2 separate regions of the Mus musculus genome follow, and region 2 is linked to region 1. Evidence: chromatin contacts called from public ChIA-PET data. All regions are on one chromosome and are shown on one strand. Each heading gives the region's core, a stretch centred on a gene start, on an enhancer-like site or on the middle of the called end of the contact. The rest is flanking DNA. Distances are from core to core; before and after follow the strand shown. Region 1 holds the start of Gimap5 (GTPase, IMAP family member 5). Region 2 holds the start of Gpnmb (glycoprotein (transmembrane) nmb).

Region 1 (6,487 bases), core at 2,658-5,157:
TAGACGACCTTGCCCGACTAGAGAAAATAACTGCTCTGCTGTGAATACCATTGATTTGTTTGAAGTACCATGCATGTCCAGAAAACGTACCATTGGCAAAGAAGCCATCCAGCATACTTTCCCTGGGAGGAACGAATGGAGTATGGCAACTTCTCCAAGGACTGACCTGAGAGGAAGGAGGTCAGGCGGTCAGACAAAGCGTCTTCCCTGCCTGGCTCTGAGGTCCTGGTTTAACAATGACCACAGTCTTTGTATTTAAGAACATTCAGCAAGAAACTGGATTGAGCATGGCATACATAGTCTGTGCACAGGGCTGTAATGTTGTTTCAATGGTTCTGGTATGATAAAATGGAAACATGGAACAGGAAGGGCTAGTCTGTGACACCAACTGCCCCTGGGTGAACTTCTGGCTCATGTTAGTCATCTAGTTTTTAAACATTTGTAGTTTTAAAACATAGTTGTACTTGGAAACATGTGCATGGAAAAAAAAAACTGAACAGAATAAAGACAAATGGCCACCATTTGCAATGAACATAATTGATTTGCTGTTCCCATGTCGTTGCACGATCTGATTTAAAAATTAAAACATCACAGATGTACTTCATGGTTTTTTGTCTTTTCCCAAATCTTCTGTCTCGCTCTCTCATTCTGGCCTTCACAGCAATCAGTATTTTGATGCTTTTACATGTTGTAAGTATTTTATATGTATTTGCATATACATGCTTAGAAAATTTCATGTTAAACCTTTACATAAATGTCATTTTTGCAATGTTATTCATTTTTTTATTGACATCTAAACTGCTCTGAAATTGTTGCTTTTCACAACAAAGAATGCTGTAAAATAGTCCCCCCAGGCACCCCTCAGCACTCCTGTTGAACAGTTCACCTAGAGCACAGATTTTCTGTTAGCTAGATGGATATGACCAGGCTTCACCCTGAGCGAGGTAAGTCAGCTCTTGCTCGCCCCAGGATCTCAGGGGAAAAAAAATCCCCAAATCTCCACAGCTGTTCCATGATGGCACACTCTGTTTTAATCAGCCTTACGGACATAGGACTGGTTGTTAGATTTACAACACCTCATAGCATGTGTGTTATATTTGGATGTTTCTGTTATTTTGTCTTTCACAATTTTATTTTGGAAAAAAAAAACAGCTTTTTTGAGGGGGTGACTTCTTCATAGTAAACTATCAATTATTTTCACATTGTCAGAATATCTTAAGGCCATCTTCTTCCTCTCTTCCTCTCTTCCTCTTCTCTCTCCTTCCCTGCCTGTCCACCTCCTCACACCCTTCCCTTCCCTTCCCTTACCTTCCCTTCCCTTCCCTTCCCTTCCCTCCCCTCCCCTCCCCTCCCCTCCCCTCCCCTCCCTTCCCCTCCCTTCCCTTTCCTCCCCTCCCCTCCCCTCCCCCCCCTTCCCTCCCCTCCCCTCCCCTCCCCCTCCCTTCCCTTCCCTTCCCTGGTCTTCTCTCCCTCCTTTCCTTGCTCCCACAGAAGAACAGCCCTCTCATGGCTATTTCTCACACACCATTCTGACTACTGTAAACTATATACAGATTTTTATTAAAATTCTTCAAATTATAGAGCATCATTTCTACTAATTTTCTGGATTTGAAGGTGCCAGGTACAGTGTCAGTGGGGATGAAGCTGAATTTCCCCACCATGACCGTCCTGGGTGCAGACCTCATTCCCAGGCTTCTTGTGTGACCATCTTCCCCTGTGTCCCCTGTGTTGTTATTGACAGACCCTTGGCATTTCTATTAAAGTTACATGACCTCCCCAGAGTCACATATTTGCCTTATAGCTAAACCTTCCCCAAATGGCTTCTTTCATCTGTGTCTTCTTTTGGATTTAATAGTCAGTGGGGAGTTGGGAGGGATCATCTGCAATAAATCTACAATCCTCTCTTCCTGGAACCCCACATATGCTGCTGCTGGCCCCATACTTTGGACACATACTTGGGTATTGATTGCTGTAATTTTCTCCCAAACCAACACTGAGAACTGTACTTCTATGTCTAGGTTCATGTTTTTATAAAACAAAAATACCCAATGGAGAAAAATAATTACTCAAAGATAAGGGAGGCATCTGTTCTGTTTTGAAGGATTTCAATTTGAACCCAACTTGGTGCTCAGTGTCAGTTGCATGTGTGCAGTGTGACTGTCATAACCAAACTCAGCAAAATTAGCAGGGAAGTTTCTGAATTATTTTCTGAGAAATCAGACATACCACAGGGGACATATGTTCCACTGAGAAACAAATTAGTTGGCAGATATGACTAAATATGCAAATGCACAGAGGTGAAGCAGGGTAATGAGATAGAGACATTAAAATGAGTCACAGATCAAACAGGAGAAGTCAGTCAACAGCCTAGAAACAGAGGGAAGGGGAGGAGGTGTGATGGACATGAAGAGATGTGACTGTTGACCTGCAGAGCACACAACTGTGGGCAGACAGAGTGGAGGTAGAGTTCGTCTACAAAGGGAAAGTTCTGCTAACTTTCCCCAGTGTGGGCAGTGTGTGGGCCGTGGCAACTGACAAGGGTCAGCAGGAAGGCATTACTCAAGGAGAAGGCAGAAGCACAAACCCAAATGTTCATTCTCGTCTGAAAACAGCCAAGCCAGCTTATCAGGACAATTTATTTTACCAAGCAATGAGGACACAGTTCAGTCAGGAAGTTGAGAGAGTCTTTCTTGTCTTCCTTGTTAAGTACCGGCAGGCAACAAGGACGCCTAGGGCAAAGCGCCTGATGCACAAGCTTGGAGACTTGACTCTGAGCACCAGAGCCTGCTTCTGTAATCCCAGCACTATACACAGTGAGGCAGCCTGTGGAGATAGGAGAATCAGCCAGAGGCTGTCAGGCCAGCTAGCCCAGGGTGTGGCAGAAACAAGAGAGAAGCCGTTTCCACCAAGCAGAAGGGTAGAAATGACTTCAGAAAGCTGTCCTCTGATCTCCACAAGTCTCCAGTGGCACCAGTGTATTTCCTCACACAACTAAAACCAAAACAAACATTTTCACTCGCATCTGCTCCACCCATCTGCCCCTCCCCTGTTCCTTTATGTCCAGGTACTAAGAGTCACAGGGCAGGTTAGTAGGCAAGAGTCCTGGAAATAGTACCCTCTACTGTAAAGTTCAGCTGACAACGAGGGTGTTCATACACATCTAAAACATAATACTGTTAACATACCACAGCTTCTTGGGGTATGTTAAGGGAAGGTGTGGGATACCTGGCCATGAAGAATGGGGTGGTTTTCAGACAAGATTCTAAGGTAGAATTCACTGACCTGTCTTTCAGGGAAGGGCTAGACCATATAGGAAGGAACATAGAGGTTTCACTCTGGCTTGTAGAGCCTTAAGAACTCATCCTGCCCTCCTTCAGATGAGGTCTATCTGGCCTAGTAGGCTTTGGGGAGTCTGGGATAAAATGAAGAAATGTGCTCCACCTGCTGGGGGAGCTTGGGAAAGCCTGTGGCTCGGACTTTAATTACTCCTCCATCAAAAAACCATCACCTTTGTTAACTGAGGGTTTCAGAAAGGCGCAGATGGTGAGATGGAAAGCCTAGGGCCTAGGGATGATGGCATGGAAATTTCAGGGCTCTGTCCCACTCTATGCTGTCGCCGACCCTCAATTCACTGCTCTTTCACTGTCCAGGAAACCCAACACACCAAGCTCACCCGAGTGCACAGCGGCTCCCTGGCTCCCAAGCGGCTGTCAGCGCCCTGGCGGGTTCCTCTTTACCCTTACAGGTATGCGGTGGGCCTGTGCCTGCTGAGCAGTGCTCTCACAGAACAGCTACATGCAGAGCCATGAATCCAGAGTCCGAAGGCAGGAAAAGAAAGCCCATGGTGACGGAATACACACTGCCCTGCAGACTATATCCCCTCGGGTAGGTGGAAAGGCCTTGAACATTTGCCAGAACACAGTGAAACTGCTTTAGTCAATGACCACTTCCTGTGGAAAGCCTCCCGGCCCTACTCATTTCCCCTTCAGGGGGTGTTGAGGGCACAGTTCTCGGAGCCTGAGAAGTGGAAGACAGCCACCCTTTTCAAGAAAGCCCATGTGTGGCTGGAAAGTGCTGCGTCCCAGGTTCCCCATCAGCACCCAAGCTGAGCATCTGCACTTCCCCAAGCTCCTGGGGTCTCATGTCACAGGCTCTGCATTCAGAACTCCTAAAGAGGGACAGAAAAGCAGCACTGGCCCCGGAGAACCCGGACTGCCCCCTCTCAAAGAGCAGCTAAGCTCAGACAGGAGACCCGGTACTGGCTACCCCTTCTTTGCTATTTGTTGACACAGCCATAGGTGGTCATTGTACAGTTTCTCGCCTATGGAATGTCCAGATGGGCAGGGTGAAGTATTTCTTTACCTTTGTACCTGTTAAGTTTAAGCCTTGAACATAATACACAGTGCTGGCTTATGCAAGGTGATTCTCATCTCAGAGAATTCCCCCATGATGCTTTCTATTGTCAGGAAAGTATACTTGGCTCTCTGTTGTGAACACTAGGGTTTCAAGGGGTCTAGGGAGGTGACATTCTAAGAGACTGCACAGAAAGTGGGGGGGGGGGGGGAGGAAGGAAGAGAGATGAAAGGAGGGAAGGACAGTTAGTTTAAAGCTAGGTAGATAAAGCCCTCTGCTTGTATTTTTAAGAGAAGACATAACTGAAGTTAAGCATGGTGGCTTATTCTTATCCTAGTTTGTCAGGGGATTGCAGCAGGATTGCCTTGAGTTAGAAGCCAGCCTAAGCCACTGTGTGAGTCAGTCTAATAAAAAGCCTTAGCCTCAAGAAGATGTAGCAGCATCCTTTATTAGTGTCTCTGTCCTTTATCTTAAACTCAGTAGCGACCAGCTGTGCCTGCTAGTTGCTAGAGCTTGTTATGTCCTTAGGGCAAGAGGAAGGTCTGCAACCGAGAGGGCCCTGCAGTCAGGCTTCAGCTGAAGCTAGATCCCTACATTCCCAGGGTGCTAGGGAGGTTCTGGATGTTTGCAATTCAAAGAGAGGCTGCTGTGAGCACAAGATCCTCCCACTCTTCAACTCAAAACAGTTTTTTGTTTTTGTTTTTGTTTTGTTTTGTTTGTTTGTTTTTTTTTGTTTGTTTTTTGTTTTTTTTTTAAAGATGTACATCTCAAGGCAAAGGCAAAGAGGGAGAACAAAAGGTCCTAAGAGGTTTGGGTTTCATTATTATCATCATCATCATTATTTTTTTTATTATTTTTAAGAAAGAAAGGAAAAGAGAATTCCGAGTGATGGTTCTGTCCCATTGAAGAGATTTTTTCCCCCATTTTGATTTTTATTCAACCTTTGGTTCTTAACTCATCAGAAAAGCTCAGAGTCTCTCAGAAACCTGCCAGAGACCAGAGTTCACATCACCCCATGAAGACCACAACCACCCAGTACTAAGAGTTGAACCAAGGGCCCTGGGAGGGGAACATCTGCTCCTCTTGCCTACGCCTCCTAGCAGACATGTGCAATCAAGTCCATCTTGAAACAATTCTTTTTAAAAAGAACCTTTGATATCTTTTTTACAGAGGAACAAATTAAACCCTCCAAAAGTCATGGCAAGTGTTCTTTTGAAGATAGGCGGTGACTCATCTCTCATTATTGATGTTAATTAATGAAGTCAATTTTTAGACCCTGTGCTTTGGTGTGAACACTGGAAGGAGATCCCTGGCTGGCTCATCTCATCTCTGTGGAAAGAGGGCAGAAGGACCGTAAGAGCCAGAGGTGGTGGATGACTTTAGGGAAACTGTTTCCAGACACAACAGGGCAGGTGCATACATGAGTTTTAGTAGATGTGACCGTGTTCACCACACCTGAGCAAGTGCGACACAAATCCCCCCAAAGGCTGTGGGCACAAAGTCCCACTCCACTCAGGAGCTAGTCACAAACCATAGCTCCTGGGAGAAGGAAAATCAATTTTCTTCAATGAAGTGACACTGGGTGTATGCATACCTCAGGGCAGCCTTCATGAGGTTTTGTGAGTAGGGAGGTGGAAAGGATTTGGGAGGACTCGGGAAAAATGAGAGAATATGATCAAAATATATGAAATTCTCAAGGAATAAGTAAGAACATTATTTTTAAAAAAAAGAGGAAAAGAAAATGTGTGTTCTCTTTGCGCTGTGATTTTTGCCCCCATTTACAAGCTCCTGGGTGTATTTCATTATATTAAGGGAAGGATGGACCACAGGGATGATGAAATGTCTGAAGGAAGCGTTTTGTATTTTTAAAACTCTGAATGCATATAGTTAAAACAGAGACTCAGCACAACAGTGTCGCGTCAGCTCTCGACCAGCAAGAACGACACGACCACCAGTCCTTCTAACAGCAGTTTATTCAGTCTTCATCTTTCTTCTTGTTTATATCTCCCCCGAACCCTGGGCCTCTCACTCTTATATACTCTCAGTTCCCATCCACCCACAGCAGGCCACGCCACCTCACCAGGCACGCAGCTTCAGCTAATCAGGGCAGCAGGGGCATATCTCCATCAAAATG
Region 2 (6,487 bases), core at 1,878-4,377, 290 kb before region 1:
TTTAAAGATTTAAAAACAGAGAAACCCTGTCTCAAAAAAAAAAAAAAAAATTAACCCAATAAAGAAAAGATACATTTTTTAAAAGAGCAGCAAACAGAGATGAAAACATAAGGATTTAGGATGAGGCAAAACTTCTTAGATGAACACCAAAAGTATAATCCATAAAAGAAAAACAATGATGTATGAAATTTTACTCAAGTAAGAAACTTCTGCCCTGTGACATCCAGTAGAAAGAAGTAAAGGAGAGTGGAGAAGACCAAACTTCCACCAATATTAAAAAGCAATTCTAATTTGAAAATGGGAACAGATATGAGAGAACACTTCAGAGAATGTATGGACACTGAATACTAGAGGATTGTTGACGAACCCCCCTGCAGACCTATGGAGCCACTACCACCAATTGGGCCACCACACACTTCTGGCAGGAACCTGAGAAGGCACAGCCACCCTGCTAAATTCTACAAAGACTCGACGTAGCGTAAGCATTATATATAACTTGTCCAAATTGTACTTTTTAGTACGAATCCGAGGGAAATGGACATGAGGAGTCGTAGCATCTTGAGCTGGAATAGCTCTCTGTCCTTTGGTGGGTGAGCGGTTAAAGTGGTACTTTATGACCATGGGCGACTACTCAGAAAGAACAAGGAACAACCTATTTGGTACAGCAATGTCAATAGATCTCCAGGGACTCACACTGAGGAGAAACCCAAGCCGATGTCTAAAGTTCATACGACTAAGTTCCCTTGTGTGGCATTCTGGAAATGCTAAGATATTTACATGGACAGACTCCTAGTGGCCAGGGATTGGAGCTGGGTAGAGGAGGGTATTTGGCTATAAAAGGGCATGGGTAAAGGTTGTATTGGAATCTGCCTGAATTATTCCTTTCAATTTCACATGAGTACACCGTTAGCCTAACACATGGAAGTTCAACTTACAACCAGACAAGCCCGATAATAAGCAAACTATAACGGGAAAATGGGGCGCGGGGGCAGAGTGGAGGTAACCCTGAGTTGGTTACCTTCTCTTCACCCCAACTCCTCATGTTCGGGCTGCTCACTACCTGCCTCCTATGGATTGCTAACCCCTACAGGGCTTGCTCATTGTGTCTGGAATATTTAGTACAGTATAAGATGAGCCCAAGAATGCCTGGGGCTTTGAGACTTCTATTAAAAGTCCATACCCTTCAAGTTCTGGCTACTGGTTGGGTTTTTGTTTTGTTTTTCCTTGGGGGGGGGGGTAGTTGGTTGGTTTTTTTTTTTTTTTTTTTCAAGTCAGGGTCTCACTATGTAGCTCAAACTGTCCTAGAACTCACTATGTAGACTAGGATGACCCCAGACTCACAGAGATCTACCTACCTCTGCTTCCTGAGTGTTGGGATTAAAGACATGAACCATTTATCCTGGCTTTGGCTACTGTTTTACCGACCCTCAAACTGTGGGTGAAAGGTCTTTGCTGGCTTTTCCTATTCTTATTCCTCTAGGTTATTATAACTTGTTGGCAGGAGGTATGGAGTGGGGTAGGGTGGGATAGGGGGAACAGAGGTGTGTAGCTCTGTCCTTAAAAATGCCATTGAATGTGTGTTCTGGCCACGTGCCCTTGCTAGCTGATCTCCCAAGACTCTATAGCCCACTTTTGTAAACGAGGAAAAGGAAATTTATTGAAGCTAACTCACTCATGGCCCAGCCTAGCAGTTGGCACATATTCAAGTCTGTCCTATCCCAAACCCTGGCAGGAAGAACTGCCAGGGAGAGGTGGCATGCTTCCCTACTGCCTGCTCTCTGTGTGACCTGAGCGAATTCCTGGCCCTCTCTGTGGCCTGTGGCCCGGTTTCTCATCTGGGGAAACTGGATAATTCCAAGGTCAGAGTCCCCTCTCTCTGTGAAGGCACCACACCTAGACACAAGATGGGCCGTTCCGTTTGTCAACCCGCTGCCTGCCATCTCTGGGTTTAAAATCCAAACTCAGAGGTGGAGTCTCAGGCAGGACGCCCCAAGTCTGGGGCATCACTGGCTTTGAGGATCCCTGGTTCGGGGCGCGGCTGTGATGGGGCTGGGCTGCTTGCCCTTTTGCCTGGCAATTCTTGGGTGCAGGGACCACAGCGGTTCCACTCTGCCTGGCCTGGGATCCACCCCAGCCAGGACAACCTACCCGAGGACCTGCCTTGCACAAGAGAAGGCAGGGGGTGACGAGATACTCCTCTCCTTTGGAACTGCCTGGCAACCAGCCAGGCGGCCACATTCGGGGTAAGGCAAGGTTCTGGACCGGGCTGGTCTCCGGCCCCTGGAAGTGAGGGGCCTTCTCTTTCCCCTGCTCACTAGCTCCGCTAAGAACAGGACAGCTACACCCTGGTCAGGACAAGGATGCTAGACCAGTATGTCCAACACTGAAAGATGCCTCTGCCACTCACTAGGAAGCTTTGTTAGTAGGGCCCCTGCCATAGAATCCGCCCAGGGTGGAGCCCCTCAGTATCTGCATAGAGTCCTCAGTATCTGCACTGAAGCAGCAGTTGGCCCTGCAGCGAGCAGAGGATGCGGTGGGATGGGGGAGTTCCGCAAAGTTAGCCAGAGCCTCATTTAAGAGCTCCGCCCTGTGAGCAGGAAGCAGATAAGGGTGATTTGGGAGACTTGCTTTATTCTGGGGTACAGGCTGTCCTCCCCTTCCAGCCTCAATCTGGCCAGAGTGGAAAAAGCTTCCAGGGGCCTCGTGGCTTTTGCTCTCCGTGAGTCCTAAGCAAAGAACACACTCCCAGCATTTGGAACAGACCCTGTCTGCGGACCCCCAAACTCCAGTCAAAGGGCCTGGCCCATCATTTGGGTCAACGAGTGTAAGCGCCCAGAGAGGACGGGACTCACGCTTGGCAGCCTGGAGAGGCAGTCCTGCAGCCAGCAGCAGAAATCCCAGGACCCCGCAGAGACTTTCCATGCTGACTCCGAGCGCCTGCAACCAGTCAGGGCTTGACTCTGACTCCCCAGTCCCATCCACCAGGAGTCACAGTGTCGGCCTCCTGCGATCCGCTCTGTTTTATGAAATACGGGGCCAGAGGGAGATCATGTGATGTTTTAAGCAGTGTGGCTTGATCTCCCAAATTCCATCGCTTAACAACTCGTGCTCATGAGTCACTTGCCCCTGGCATCTATTTATTGACTTCGGATGCACGGTGTTTTCATTTTGTGATGCCACATTTGCTCCTCCCCCCTTTCTCTCCCTCCCCCTCCATCTTTCCTAGCTTAAAGGGAGCTTTCTAACATCCTGTTCTGACATTCTTTACCAAACGAAACCTGGTCGTTGGTGGACTTTGTGGTTTCTCTTTTGTGTCACTTCGGTACTCACACTGAAACATCTTTCCAGAATCTGGACAGCCCGCGTTCTCTTCCCCCAGAACAGACAGATCCAAGGTATCATTTCAGTCAATGCCACTGTGCTGTGCATGCATGCATACAAACATTGCATGCTATGTCAGAAATTGCAAGTTCGGGACAGCCCACGGGCTTCAAGCAGAGGAGAAATGTACCCCAAAGCTAAAGTTTCTGGCATATCGACCTGGCTCTGCAGAATGCCCAGAACGAACTGCATCATTTTTGGTAACTTCTCTAAGATAGCTGCTCCAAGTAACTTCAGGCGACTTGTGGGAAGCACACTTGTATTGCCAAAGAGCAAGCATTAGGTGTGAAATCACCCGTCTCTGGAACATAAATGTCATGTGATTAAGCTGTTTCTGGTTGTAGACTGTGGAAACTTGGCCCTGTGACCCTCTCACTGTCAGGACACATCCCTAAGACTGTTTTCTGGGCAGGAGAAGTCTTGGTTGTGGCACACAGTGACTTACAGTCCATTGTAATTCAGGGACCAGAGCTCCTGTGGGGGAAAACCACGTGGAGCAGAAGTGGACGCAACCACAAAGAAGCAAAAGTCTCCAATGCAGAGGAGAAAGGGAAAGAACTGCTTTTGTGTAACATAAATCATATACAGAGCTCTGTCTGCTTGTTTACACACATGTAACCTTTCAATTAAAAATGAACACCCTCTTCTGGTGTGTCTGAAGACAGCTACCATGTACTCATAAGTAAAATAAACAAACATGTCGGTGAACTCCTTCAGTCCCAGCACTAGAGAGGCAGAGGCATCTGGATGTCTCTAAGTTCAAGCCCAGCCTGGTCCTACTTAGCAAGTTCCAGGGAAGCTAAGGCTACAGAGTGAGTCCCTGACTCAAAAACAAAACAAAAGTAAAAAAATCAGAAAAGCGAGCTTTTGTGCTGGTACGCTTGTTCAGTAGGTGAAGACATTAACCTACCAAGCTTGAAGATCTGAGTTTAATCCCTGGAACCTGTGTGGTGGGAAGAAGAAACTAACTTTTGCAAGTTGTCCTCTGATCTTCACACAAGAGCCGTGGCATGTGCCCTTATCCCCAACCCCCAAGCAAATGTAAAAACTGAAACAAGTTTTCAACTTTGGGCAAACCTCCTGGTAACACCTGAGGTGTTAGCACCCTTGGTCGCAGATACAGTTCTGGTTTGCATTTTTGGTTAGATAAGTGATCTTTGTCTTTAAGTAAATTGGATATTAAGCTCTTCTTCAATAAGTCTTTGTTTAGGAAGTTGCAACAATTAAATTATCTTTTACTTTGTGCCTTCCTTGCCCCATCATCAGAGTTGGTAGCCACTAGGCAGAAATGAACAAGAAATGGGAACATCATCTTCTTCATCATCATCTTCATCACCATCATCACCATCATCACTATCATCTCCTCTTCTTCTTCCTCTTCCTCCTCTTCTTCCCCTTCTTCCTTTTCTTCTCTCCTCCACATCTTTCTCCTCATCTCACCCTCCTCCTCTTCCTTCTTCTTCCTTCTCTTCCCCATTTTTCCTTCTCCTCCTCTCCCTCCACTTCATCTTGCAGAGGGCCTAGGTTCAATCCCCAGCACCATCACGATGACTTACAGCCATTTGTAACTCCAGTTCAAGGGACCTGACACCTTTTTCTGACTTCCTTAGGCATCAGACTTGTGGTACACGAACATTCACGAAGGTAAATCGCTCATACCTGGAACATTTTAAAAGGAAGTTTATGATTCCAAAGAGCTATACATAGGATAATCTGCTTTTGACAATCAGAAATTGCCAACATATCCAGGATCCAGGACATTGAGGAGGTATATTCATACCTTATTTTATCAAAGAAACATCATCTTGTAAAAATTTTGGAATAATTCACTGAAGGAAGCATGTGGATTATCAGGAATTACATCTGCTCTGCTTAGACCTCTGACGAGGGAGGCAGGCAGCAGGCACTGTTAGAGAAACATCCCTACCAGCCCTTCAGCACCTCGTATTGACTCTCCTTCAGGTGGCCACTGTTTGCCTTTGGAAGCTGTGCCTGGGATGTGGAGACTGAAGCAGCCACCCAAGGGGGCCGAAACCACACCCGGGAGTCACTGCTGGGTCTGGGGTGTGGCCTGTAACTTACTGGACAGCTGAAGATGATTTTGAACTTCTGATCCTCTTGGCTACACCTCCTAAAAGCTGGGATAGCAGGTGTGTGCTACCACACCTATATGGTGCTGGGGAGCTAACCTGGGGCTCTACGAGCTGGGCGAGTACTCTGCACTTCAGGGTCATCCCAAGCGCTTCCTCAGTTAACATTTTTCTTTCCGATTTTAGAAATTACTCAGTCCAGAGTGGGGTTTTAAAATGAGATCACAAAACCCAGTTAAGATCTAGTCCATTAGCCCTTACAATTATTTCTATGTGTAGTGTTTTGCCCACTTGTATGTCTGTACAACACACATGTGTCTGGAGGCCAGAAGAGGGTGTCAGATCCCTTGGGTGGTTATAGATGCTTGTGAGCCACCAGGTGGTAAGCACTCCTAACTGCTGAGCCATCTCTTTAGCCCACAGATCTGTAACTTACTTAGATAGCCACTCTTTAGTTTTCTTTAATAAATTGCCAGAACTCTGAGATTTAAAACAATGAAAATTTATTAACTCGCTGCCCTGGCAGCCAGAAGTCTGAAAGGAGTCTCAACTGGGCAGAAACCAAGTGTCAGCATGCTCTAGTGAGGGGCCCACTTCTCCGACTCTTCCCTAGTCTCTAGCTTCTTACACTTCCTGGCTTGCGACCTCCTTCCCTCTCTGGCTCCATCAATGACAGTGGGGTCTTTCTCACATTTCAGTCTTCTGTCATTGATTCCCCCGCCCCATCCCCTATCCCGTGTGACTTACAGGTCCCTTGTCATTTCATGGGGTCCACCTGGATGTTCCAGAACCATTTCCTGTCAAAAGATCAGTTTTGATGCAACCTTCATTCCCGTCTTTAGGTATTTGCTGTGTCACAGACTTGTAGATCCTGTGGGTTAAATATCTCTGGGGACCATTAGCCTGCACCACAGTTACCCAGCCCTCTGGCTTGGAAAAAAATCCTGAAGGTGGGCAATGGGGATATTTTGGACAATACCCCCAAACGTGGCAGGCTCATTGAAACAAAGCTTTGA

What was found. ChIA-PET counts read pairs in DNA pulled down with a chosen protein or histone mark.
Region 2: an RNA polymerase II ChIA-PET map of memory CD8 T cells shows a contact between it and region 1, with 75 read pairs. The contact joins the promoter of Gpnmb here to the promoter of Gimap5 in region 1. A contact is called at or near these places in 2 of 39 promoter capture datasets (the 3T3-L1 cell line and stem cell-derived epiblast-like cells), 2 of 484 Hi-C or Micro-C datasets (CD4 T cells and embryonic stem cells), 1 of 115 datasets of contacts at active chromatin or transcription factors (memory CD8 T cells) and 1 of 9 other capture datasets (liver).

The regions. Positions count from the first base shown.
Region 1 is chr6:48,743,617-48,750,103 of GRCm38.p6, reverse strand. Gimap5 (GTPase, IMAP family member 5) reads right to left here and starts at 3,907. Exons shown (of 3, transcript NM_175035.5): 1 at 3,674-3,907. Gimap1 (GTPase, IMAP family member 1) reads right to left here. Exons shown (of 3, transcript NM_008376.3): 3 at 6,309-6,487.
Region 2 is chr6:49,033,158-49,039,644 of GRCm38.p6, reverse strand. Gpnmb (glycoprotein (transmembrane) nmb) reads right to left here and starts at 3,127. Exons shown (of 11, transcript NM_053110.4): 1 at 2,853-3,127. The coding sequence starts at 2,922.